Regions from separate parts of the Bombyx mori genome. Here region 2 is linked to region 1. Evidence: chromatin contacts called from public Hi-C data. All regions are on one chromosome and are shown on one strand. The core of a region is the stretch at or near the end of the contact, and the rest is flanking DNA. Distances in the headings are between cores, read along the strand shown. Region 1 overlaps LOC101741854 (calmodulin-A). Region 2 overlaps LOC101747022 (membrane-bound alkaline phosphatase-like).

Region 1 (6,247 bases), core at 3,307-5,806:
GATTTTTTCATTTTATTACGATTTTTAAAAGTGTTATGATAGTCGTACATATGTCTGTAGACATGAAGTTTATTTCATAATGGGTAATGTATCATAATCAATGCTAGTTTAAAAGGCTAGCATGTTCTTAATTACTGGCAAAACCAGAGTTTTAATTCCAACACAAAAAAAAAAGTTTCAATATTTCATTTCAAACCGAGGTAGCATCTCTATATTATAAATATCGGTTGTAAAATTGTATGCTATTGCGAAAATTTCACAGAAATATCTAATAAAAGCAGAGGAAAATTATTTACATATAACATTTATTTAAATATAGCAGCCAGGATTTAGCATGCTTAATCCATGACCATATTTTTAAGACTATACATAATATGTATGTATGTCTCGATCCAATATCATTAGTTTACAAAATAATCGTGAAGACTTTTAAAGTAAATTTTAAAATATTAGAATTTTAATTTTCAGTTTAGACACCCTTTCCTCACCTAAATTTCATAGTCTATGTAATGGACACGAAATCATATTTCGTCTTATAAAAATCTTAATGCTATTTTTTATTTAGCACCTAATATTTAACGAAACTTTTCACTGCACTCAATTCTTAGGGGTGTAACAGTATATATCTGTTCTAAAATAGCGGATCATAACAATTATGATTTTGTTTACGATTTGAATTTAAATCTTATTCTTAATCTTATCTTAAGGGTGTTTATGACCATCGCATTAGACATTGATAATGCTATAAGCGTTGATAAGGTTTAATTTGTTTGCTTATCTGTCAGTGAAAATAATTTAAAAAATAATCTAAGCGCTATAGCATGGTCTTCGTTAAACGAAGCTATAGAAGATTCCTCTACGGTAGCTCGCGACTTGGCTGTGCTACTGACATTGTCTTTTCATACATTTTTTACTGCTGGTAGGACGTGTTTTGAGTCCGCACGGGTAGGTACCACCACCTTGCCTATTTCTGCCGTGAAGCAGTAATGCGTTTCGGTTTGAAGGGTGGGGCAGCCGTTGTAACCTTCATGATACCTTAGAACTTGTATCTCAAGGTGGGTGGCGCATTTACGTTGTAGATGTCTATGGGCTCCAGTAACCACTTAACACCAGGTGGGCTGTGAGCTCGTCCACCCATCTAAGCGATAAAAAAATTTACACAGCTCGCGTTTAACCAGATTCCGTCACTAAAACAAAAATATATGAAGTATCGATTTCATTAAAAGAACGTCATTTCAAATCGAAGCCACAATTAATTAACAATAGAAATAAGCAGCCTGCTAAAGCATACTAGTGATGTGAAGAAACTGTATGCTATAATTTATAATAAACAATATAACGTTTGGATCATTGTTAAAAAAAAAACGTTAACTTATTTTGAAAATATCATATCTAAAAAATATATGTATTTTATCCTAGATTTATTATTTACATTAAAAATTACGTATTGTGAACCGATATATATATATACTTTCATAATACAGGTTGGCATTTTTAGAAAATACACATAATATACATTTAAGTTGATTAGATTCAAAGGTTCTAAACGAACTATTCTATTAATCTAAAAACAATTGTCTCGGAATTTCCATTAAAAAGTTTTGTATCTATAGCCCATTTTGGATGGACATTTCACTTGGAATAATCAACGTTCACAAAACGAACACACAAAAGACTTTTGAATGTAATCGACTCAAACAAAAGTATGAGAAGCCTAATTTAATACTCAAACTTTTTGCGAATCGACTTGTCAGCTAAATAATGCGGACGAGTTGCAAAAAAAAAACAAAAACAATTTAAATAAGTACGGTTCGAAAAAAAGAATGTATTGTTGTCAGTAGCTATAATATGTGTTAGGAATTCGATGTACTTAGATGGTTATACAGGCTTCGTTTAAAGAGAATGGTTTTAATAAAAATGAAATATGAATATTTCTTGTTTTATTTTATAATAATCCGAAACGTGAAAATTAGCAGATTTCGGAGCGTACTTAACAAACACAACGGAATTTACAAGAGGGTGTTTAGGCTGTTTGAATATCTGCATATCATACTCAAAGAACAAATTAAAAAAAAAAGTGAAGTTCTTAGGATTTTCAGTAGATGACCATCGGTTGATTGTCGGTCCACTATGAGGGTCGCCAAACTATCCACACAAGAACTTTTTGCTACCGCAATCCTTCGTCTTGTATCAGCTAGCATTGTTCTGTGAATCTCCTCATTCCTGATTTGATATCAAGGGCGCGCGTAACTCTCTGAGTAACTTTGAGTCCTCCGATAAAGCCCTTAATGAGCGACCGCCTCTCATTGCCGTATGTCATTACTGTCTATACACAATATTAAAAAAATATAATTTGTAAGCACAACGCTAATTGAGATAAGAAGCTTTTACACAGGCCCCACTAAGTGTCCATCCACTCGGATTATTCAGTCAGATTAGTCAGACCTGCCTAGCTGGAAAATTAATGCTATGTAAACACACTCTGGAGGATGAAAGATCTTTAGTGGAGTGGGCTCGTGTGCATACGACAAATTTTTTTTATTTATTTATTTATTTATTTATGTACACACAGAAAACAAGACACAGTACAGAGTAATAGGAAAATTATGTACAAAGGCACTGCTTATTTCTTTGAGAAATCTCTTCCAGCAGACCTGCGAGAGGATAATGAGAATAATAATAAAAAGTGATAAGTGTGTGTAGAACAAATAACACATAACTAAAATAACAAATACAACATGAGAATTATAGCACATACACATAGCAAATATTATAAGTAACACAGTAACACTCGTATATGCGAAGAGTATAGAACCATGATCATTCGGTTGATGATAGATAAAATTGTTTGACCTTGTATTTAAAAACGGAAACAGACTTGCAAACTCGGATGTCAGCCGGCAACGAATTCCACAGTCTGACCGCGTGCACAGTAAAGGAGTGAGAATAGACATAATATATTTACATACAGCATTCCAATACGTGTCTATGTAATGCCATTTTTCAATATGAATTCCCCTTTTAAAATAACAAAACTAAGTGACTCGGTTGTTCACAAGACCATAGTATGAAGATTTTAATGACATAACTTTTATTCGATAGGAATAACTCTATATTACGATCTAAATTAGAACGACAATAGGTGACTGACATGAACAAAGATAACATCGCGATTTCTAGACAATTACGCAATATATTCGTTCCCCAGAAATACGGGCGTGGTACCGAAATTATCTAAATTAATTCAACGGCCGGATGAGCCGAGAGACTACACTATCAGCTGTAATAAGAAGAAAAAAAACATGATAACAAAATGTCATTCGTTGAAACGACTCGTCAACGTAAATTGTTGTAAACAGGAGGACGTATCGAAGTGTTTTTTGATCCCAAATTAATTAAAGTAATTTCTTCGTTTTTCGCGAGGCGTTGGTTTTTTTAAATTTCTTGTAGATGGGCGGACGAGCTCAATTAAACTAAGGCTATTAGCATCCCTGCAGTGGTTCTGAAAACGTGCGCCCCTGAGATGACGCCTGCGCTAACGCGTTTGTATCGCCTCTCTTATTGCACTAACAGGATTCCATCTTCATTTAAGACCTCCCTCCTCCACCCTATCCCCAAGAAGGGTGAACGGTCGGACTCATCGAGCTATAGGCCTATCGCGATAACTTCTTTGCTTTCCAAGGTGATGGAGCGGATAATAAATATACAACTCCTGAAGTATCTTGAAGATCGCCAGCTGATCAGTGACTGACAGTGCGGTTTCCGTCACGGTCGCTCAGCTGGCGATCTTCTTGTATACCTTACTCACAGGTGGGCTGAAGCTTTGGAGAGCAAGGGCGAGGCTCTTGCTGTGAGCCTTGATATCGCGAAGACCTTCAACAGGGTCTGGCATAGGGCACTTCTGTCAAAGCTACCATCTTACGGAATCCCCGAGGGTCTCTGCAAGTGGATCACTAGCTTTTTGGATGGGCGGAGTATCACGGTCGTTGTAGACGTGACTGTTCAGATACCATGACCATTAACGCTGGCTTTTCACAAGGTTCAGTGCTCTCCCCCACGCTTTTCATCCTGTATATCAATGACATGCTTTCTATGATGGCATGCATCGCTATGCAGATGACAGCACGGGGGATGCGCGATATATCGGCCATCAGAGTCTCTCTCGGAGCGTGGTGCAAGAGAGACGATCAAAACTTGTGTCTGAAGTGGAGAACTCTCTGGGGCGAGTCTCCGAATGGGGTGAATTGAACTTGGTTGAGATTGTGTCCTGTTAAGGGACACAAGTTTGCGCAATCACTGCAAAGAAGGACCCTTTGTCATGGCGCCGCAATTCCAAGGAGTATCCCTGCAACCTTCCTAGAGTATCGGGATACTTGGGGTCGACATTTCGAGCGATAGTTTCGGAGTCCTTTGGAAAGCAAAGCCAAGAATTGATTTCAGAATTACCAAACAAAAAAAAACCTTTTTCCTCCTTCGATTAATCATTTAAAGCCCCTACTAACTTGCACAGAGTACGGCTCTGCCTAATGACGTCATATTTGAGCACGTGCTGCCACAGTACAACCAATCAGATCGCTCCGTCTTGACACACCACACGACGCCACCACGCGGCATGCGCCTGAGGTGTGGCAGTAGAGTTGTAAATAGCATGGTGATGGATAATTTTTAGTGTAATTTTATCAAGCTACAGAGACATAAATTAATAAAGACACTTGCTTACGTTCGTGAGATTACACAAGTGTACCGTTAGCTTATGGAATCGTGGCTGTCGTCTGCTATTCTATATATGTATATATTTATTAGTTAGATGGGTGGACAAGCTCGCGGCCCACCTGGTGTTAAGTGGTTAGCGGAGCCCATAGACATCTACAACGTAAAGGCCGCCACCCACCCTGAGATATAAGTTCTAAGTTCTCTGTTTTTTTACAGTACAACGACTGCCTTATCCTTCAAACCGAAACGCATTATTGCTTCACGGCAGAAATAGGCAGGGCGGTAGTACCTACTCGTGCGGACTCACAAGAGGTCCTATCTTCTCCTCCTCGCGTCGTTTCCTCACTGCTGAGGGTCGTGACCATTATAATTTGACACGATTTTACTCCTTGTGATGTCCCGCCAGCGCCTCCGATCATTGGCCGCATGAAGGGCGTCGTGGAATGGGATCTCTAGAGGTCCTATAGCACCAGTAATTACGCAAATTATAATTTTGCGGGTTTGATTTTTATTGCACGATGTTATTACTTCATCGTGGAAATCAATCGTGAAAATGTGTTAAGTACGTATTTCATTAGAAAAATTGGTACCCGCCTGCGGGATTCGAACACCGGTGCATCGCTAGATACTAATGCACCGGACGTCTTATCCTTTAGGCCGCGACGACTAAACCTAACTTACTACAATATCCTGACAACGCTGAGTCCGCACGGGTAGGTACTACCGCCCTGCCTATTTCTGCCGTGAAGCGGTAATGCGTTTCTGTTTGAAGGGTGGGGCAGCCGTTGTATCTATACTTGAGAACTTAGAACTTATATCTCAAGGTGTGTGGCATAAATTTTTTTTTATTGCTTTGTTGGATGGACGAGCTCACAGCCCACCTGGTGTTAAGTGGTTACTGGAGCCCATAGACATCTACAACGTAAATGCGCCACCCACCTTGAGATATAAGTTCTAAGGTCTCAGTATAGTTACAACGGCTACCCCACAATTCGAACCGAAACGCATTACTGCTTCACGGCGGAAATAGGCGGGGTGGTGGTCTAAGCAATGAAAAAAAAAGTATTTATTTTACACGAAAATCACGTAAACAGAAAGTGTCATATTAAAGATTGAATCCAAATTAATTTAACTCAAACCTAAAACGATTACAACGCGCTGAATAGATAACGTATATATAAATATATTTTAATAAATGTAATTACGTACATATTTTATCGTTCTTACATTAAATCCCGTTCCTTGTAATGCCGCAGTCATGAGGTTATCGCAGAGATTAAAAAAATTATATTAAGTATGAAGACATTTTTTTTGTTTAATGGGAAATGAAATGGGAAAGTTTGGGCGACCGAACTGAAAAAAATGTGATAGTAAAACCGTAAGAAAAAATCCGTGGAAAAAAGTGCGTGGAATAAAACCGTTAAATGCGACGTGCGCAGGCGCGACAGTCGCATACACAAGCGAGTAGTGTATAATACCTTTCTCTGTCTCCCTCTTTCTTTTCGTTCTCTCATCCATTCTCTTTCTATTTTAC
Region 2 (5,694 bases), core at 1,360-3,859, 47 kb after region 1:
TTTTTTGCTTCACGTATTAATATATAGATTGTATAGAAGAGTAGAGCATTCCCACTAGTGTATTAGGGAGAGCATGACCTATTAGCAATTTAACTAAACTTAATTCAATTAAAAATATACAGCAGAAAAAAAATAATGCATACAAAGTAACATGTAACCAAATAAAAAAGATTGCCATATTTTGATATTTTATATATTTTTTTAATCGGAAGACACAAAGCATAAGTTAATCTAATAGAACAACATTCACTTCTAACTGGCGAACAATAGAACAATTTACTACTTATATAGTCACACAGACATTAAGCAGTTATTAATTTTAACATTTATATTCTCTTACCACAGTCAATGATTGTTATTAGTCGATCGTTTTGTTCCGAACCTTAAGTTCTATGACGGAGTACAAGAGCAGAATGTTTTTTTTATTAAATACTAGCGACCCGCCCTCGCTTCGCTTCGGAAACATTAATTTTTATTATTGCTGATAGCTGAGTCCCGCGATGTTTCCCGCGGTTATTGTCGTACCGCGGGTGACGCCGCGGGGCGAAGCTAGTCTAAGAAAAGTAGTTTAAGTTACTCTTTATATTATCAACTACATATCAGTGAAAGTCTCGTCATGATCGGTCCAGCCGTTCCAGAGATTAGCCGGAACAAACAGACAGACAAAAATTGTAAAAAAAATTATTTTGGTGTATGTACCGTATATATATTCTTATGTATGTCGTAAAAAGTGTTATTTCAATATTACAAACAGACACTCCAATATTTTTTTTTATATGTATAGATATATTTTTCTACATTTAAACCTTATTTAATGAAGTTGTAATTTTAGACTGTATGCATGAAAACCGAATTATATAATCACATATAAAGTTTTATGTCTCTGCTTAAAACCGAATTTGACTTGCTCGATTTGGAATTATGGAAGCCATGTTGTTTTGTTACTGTTTAAATGAGTGGACGAGGTCACGGTCCGCTTGATGTTAAATGGTTACTGTAACCCATGGATATCACAACGTTATTACCACTAATCTCTTGATCTATATCTCGACTATAGTTTTTAAGTACCTACCTATCGACGTCAAAGCGCAATTAACTTTTTATTTATTGCCACTGTAGACAGACAAGCATACGGCCCACCTGATGGTCAGTGGCTACCGTCGCCCATGGACTTCAGCAATGCCAGGGGCAGAGCCAAGCCGCTGCCTAAGAAATACATTCCTTTACGATGATACTGATAGTTTTTCTTTACATTTTCATTCGTTTTCAGGTTTGGTTACAACAACTAGAGTGACGCACGCCTCACCCGCCGGCATGTATGCTCACGTTTCCGAGAGAAATTGGGAGTCGGACGTTGATGTACCAGCGGAGTGCCTGACCCTTGGCTGCCGGGATATCGCGTACCAGCTCGTCATGGACAACCCAGGGAGACAGTTCAAGGTAACGATCATAATAATAATAATGATAATAAATATAAAGGATGCGACGGTCAACATTTGTCGGCCATGCTACCGTCTAGGAGACTATTAGACATATTGTTTCTGGCTGTTCTCGATTTGCTAATGGCGGTTACTTGCATAGACCTAACGAAATGGCTAGGATTATCCATCAACAAACTGCCCTGAAATAGGGTTTTCTTGATTCTAGTGTACCTTATTACCAATACCAACCTCAACCGGTTCTTGATAATGGTCATGTTACACTCTACTGGGACCGATCTATTATCACGGATAGGTATATTGTTGGCAATAAGCCTGATATCGTGATAATAGATCGGTCTGCGCATCGAGCAGTGTTGGTTGATGTCACCATTCATCGTGACGAGAACCTCGCGAAGGCAGAAAAGGACAATTTATAATTTATTTAGACCTGTCCCACGAGACTACCGCCATGTGGCATGTTGATTCAATCATCATTTCTCCAATAGTTGTGTCGGTACACGGTTTGATAGCGAAAAGTTTCGATCAACATCTTAAGAAACTTTCGTTATCCAGCTGGGTTAGGGGCCTGATACAGAAGGTAGTTATCCTCGATATTGTGAGGTTTCTCTCTCTGGAGTCCTAACCACTGGTGGCTTGTGTCGTAGACACCGCCATCAGCGGCAGTCTATTTTTATATAGTGTTTTTAAAAAAATGTATTTTTAATATCCTTTTTTTTTTAAATTGTGTAGTTAATAAGATTTTAAATAAATAAACAGTTCAACGGCTGCCCCGCCGTTCAAACCGAAACGCATTACTGCTTCACCCCAAAAATAGGCAGGGTGGTGGTACCTACCCGTGCGGACTCATAAGACGTCCTACCACTAGTAATGACGCAAATTATAATTTTGCGGGTTTGATTTTTATTACACGATGTTATTCCTTCACCGTGGAAGTCAATCGTGAACATTTATTAGTACGTATTTCATTAGAAAAATCGGTACCCGCCTGCGGGATTCGAACACTGTTGTATCGTTAGATACAAATGTACCGGACGTCTTTAGGCCAGGACGACTATTTATTTTTAAATCGTATCTCAGAATAAAAAAAAACCACAATGTATTTTATTAGTGATGTCGTGATGGCCTTATCAAATGTAGTCGTGAAAATAAGTCGTGCTGCAGTAATTAATTTGTTTTAAAGTGACAAAAGAATTCCGTAGCTTATCTTCTGCTTTGTGAAGATGTTGTTAATAAATAAAATAAAATAAAACTCAGTTTCATTATTTACAAAATGCAAGGCAGGCAGCGGCTCGGCTGCACAGGCAGTGGCTTCGCTCTGTCCCTGGCATTGCTTACGTCCATGGAACGGTAACCACTCACCATCAGGTGGACCGTGTGCTCGTACGCGTACAAGGGCAAAAAACATTAAAAAAAATCGTCAGACATCAATAACTATATAACAAATACTTACTTAATACCTGCTAAAAAAATCTTTAAAATCAATAAGCTTATGCGTTTAATAATTGTTTTCTTTTTTAAAACTTTTATTGCTTAGATGTGGACGAGCTCACAGCCCAACTGGTGTTAAGTGGTTCCTGGAGCCCAAAGACATCTACAACGTAAATGCGCCACCCACTTTGAGTTAAAAGTTCTAAGGTCTCAGTATAGTTACAACGGCTGCCGCACCCTTCAAGCCGAAACGCATAGCCATAGTGAATAGCCTGTACATTTGTTTCCAGGTCATCTTGGGCGGCGGCAGACGAGAATTCCTCCCGAACGTCACTGGCTTTGGTAACAACACCGGGAAACGGGTTGATGGAGTGGATCTAACCGAGCTGTGGCACGTGGATAAGCTCCAGAAGAATGTGAGCCATCAGTACGTGACAGACAGACTGGAGCTCTTGAAGGTCTGTAGATATTTTTTGACGTGACAACGTCTTATAATTCGATGGAGCCGGCTGCACGCACGAAAAAACATGACTCATGCGGCGTTACCTCGCTCTGAGGCGACTTGAGTGAGCGATGCATCCGCGTGGACAGCTGCTATACAATAATACATTTACATGTTTTCGTCAAGTATGAAGTTCGGTGAAAAGTGAATGTGGTGTCAATTGTTTATAGCAATGATAATTGCGTTAATTGAAAAATGAAACCATTCCATCAGTACTTTCTTATGACGTTGTCACGTTCAACTATCGTCAGTAAACCGACTTTACAGACAACCGATTTTTTTTTATCTATCTATTCGCTGGTAGTCTAAGAGGCTATTTCAGCTACGCCCGGACTGGTAAGTAAGCTCACGGGCTCAACCTGAGAGAATTCGCTAACACTAGCCCTAGCAAGAGCAGTGCTTCGTAGAATCTACCACCGAATAGAAATCGCAACCCACTGAGAAGATATGACGTAAACTGAGTGGGCTAAATTTGATTGGGAGGGCATCTATGTTAACGCACACGGGAAGGAACTTCATCCCGCCTTCCAGCCGCGGAGCAATGACGCGTTTAAGCTTGGAAGGTGGGGGAACAGTTGTATTTCAGTCTGAGGCCTCATGTCTCAAGGTGAGTGTCGGCATTCACGGATCAGTATCGAAGAGAGTCTTTGGACATCGTCAACCATTTAATGCCTGGTGAGCCGTGACCTAGCACACAGGCTTATGGAATTAAAAAAAAATCTTATGTTACCTACATATTATTATCTACTACGTTAGCTAATTAAATCGATCGTCTTTTTCATTTTGATGTTCCTAAGTATTTATTATTTATTTGTTGATACATAATGATGTATTTGGTTTTCTGTCGCACTTGGGCTAGACAGACAGTGGTCATGTACCCTCATATCAGACTTGGAGTAGTAGTACTTGGAAATGCTCCCAAAATCGAAGACCGTTAGCTTTGATTGATACTGAAATTTAGTTATATCAAAAAATTAAGTTATTTATAACAGAGACATCTAGTAGTGGTAGTAAGAACTAAGTTAAAATCACCCGAGTACGATTGAGTTTTAGCAAAGATAAAATTATTGGTGTGCTTTAAATATTCGTCAATAGATGGCGCAACTAGCAACTAATACGATTTCGTTAGATTTATTTAGAACTATACCTACAGAGAAAGAAAGCCAGTACTGAAGTTACCATAATTAGAAATCATTTCACCATAAGCAGAATAAATTTCAGTGTAGTCTAACAAAGGTTTACCAGGAGTTTCGTTCTAAATGAATAAACTTTGAATACAACGTCAATGTTATATTGATTATTGACATAATATATACTGACACTGTTAATAACGATGTTAAATGAAACTTGAATATTTCAGGTATACAATTCTGATGATTTACCCGAATACCTCCTGGGATTGTTCAACACTGACCACATGGCGTACCATTTGAAGGCAGAAGACGAGCCGACTTTGGAAGAGATGGTGGAAGTGGCCATCAAAATGCTCAGCAGGAACCCGAAGGGATATTTCCTGTTCGTTGAAGGTGATTGTCGATAATCCCATACTTACGGATCGTTTGGAACCTCTTGGTGTGCGAAGGGACTTCAGCTCTCTCTGTATTTTGTATCGTATGTTCCATGGGGAGTGCTCTGAGGAATTGTCTGAGATGATCCCATCATCTCCTTTTTACCATCGCACCACCCGCCACCGGAGTAGAGTTCATCCTTACTACCTGGAGCCACTGCGTTCATCCACAGTGCGCTTACAGAAATATTTTCTTTGGAATGAGCTCCCCTCTAGGGTGTTCCCGAGCGCTATGACATGTCCTTTTAACTGAACCCATGACGCTTCCCGGGCAGTAGGTGCTTGTCTGTGCCCTTATAATTTGCTCTATCATTAACATTACCCTTTATTGATAAGGTTCATTATTACTCGATGCTGTTACTCCATCGAGGAACTCAACATGTCCACCACAACCATTAATGATTAATCCCGTCTTTGACTTACGTTCGAAGTCTAAGCTGTCTGTCTAACTTGTGAGCGAAAATTTTCTTTTTTGCGACTGAAATAAACAAGTCCAGATTCGCTTTATCGGTACTTAAGTTAATGGAATAAGAGCTGTGACTAAAGCTACGGATGGACGATAGAGAATCGTGTAATAAAAATCAAACCCGCAAAATTATAATTTGCGTAATCACTGGTGGTAGGACCTCTTGTGAGTCCGCACGGGTAGGTACCACCACTCTGCTTATTTCTGCCATGAAGCAGTAATGCGTAGTACTAGACTGAGACCTTAGAACTTATATCTCAAGGTGGGTGGCGCATTTACGTTGTAGATG

Evidence for each region. Hi-C and Micro-C count contacts between places; a contact is called where the count stands out from the background.
Region 2: a contact with region 1 is called in a Hi-C map of whole pupa, with 7 times the contacts expected there. The contact joins two enhancer-like sites. A contact is called at or near these places in 2 of 7 Hi-C or Micro-C datasets (middle silk gland and whole pupa).

Annotation. Positions count from the first base shown.
Region 1 is chr8:13,561,450-13,567,696 of ASM3026992v2, forward strand. It overlaps LOC101741854 (calmodulin-A), which reads left to right. Exons shown (of 8, transcript XM_038012378.2): 8 at 1-1,929. Among protein-coding and RNA genes, the nearest start is that of TRNAT-AGU, 10 kb to the left of the region's middle. Within about 2 kb of position 4,557, at least 8 of the 8 cell types and tissues checked have open chromatin away from gene starts, as enhancers often do.
Region 2 is chr8:13,610,727-13,616,420 of ASM3026992v2, forward strand. It overlaps LOC101747022 (membrane-bound alkaline phosphatase-like), which reads left to right. Exons shown (of 8, transcript XM_021346269.3): 4 at 1,271-1,440; 5 at 3,161-3,328; 6 at 4,733-4,898. Among protein-coding and RNA genes, the nearest start is that of LOC134199298, 25 kb to the right of the region's middle. Within about 2 kb of position 2,610, at least 2 of the 8 cell types and tissues checked have open chromatin away from gene starts, as enhancers often do.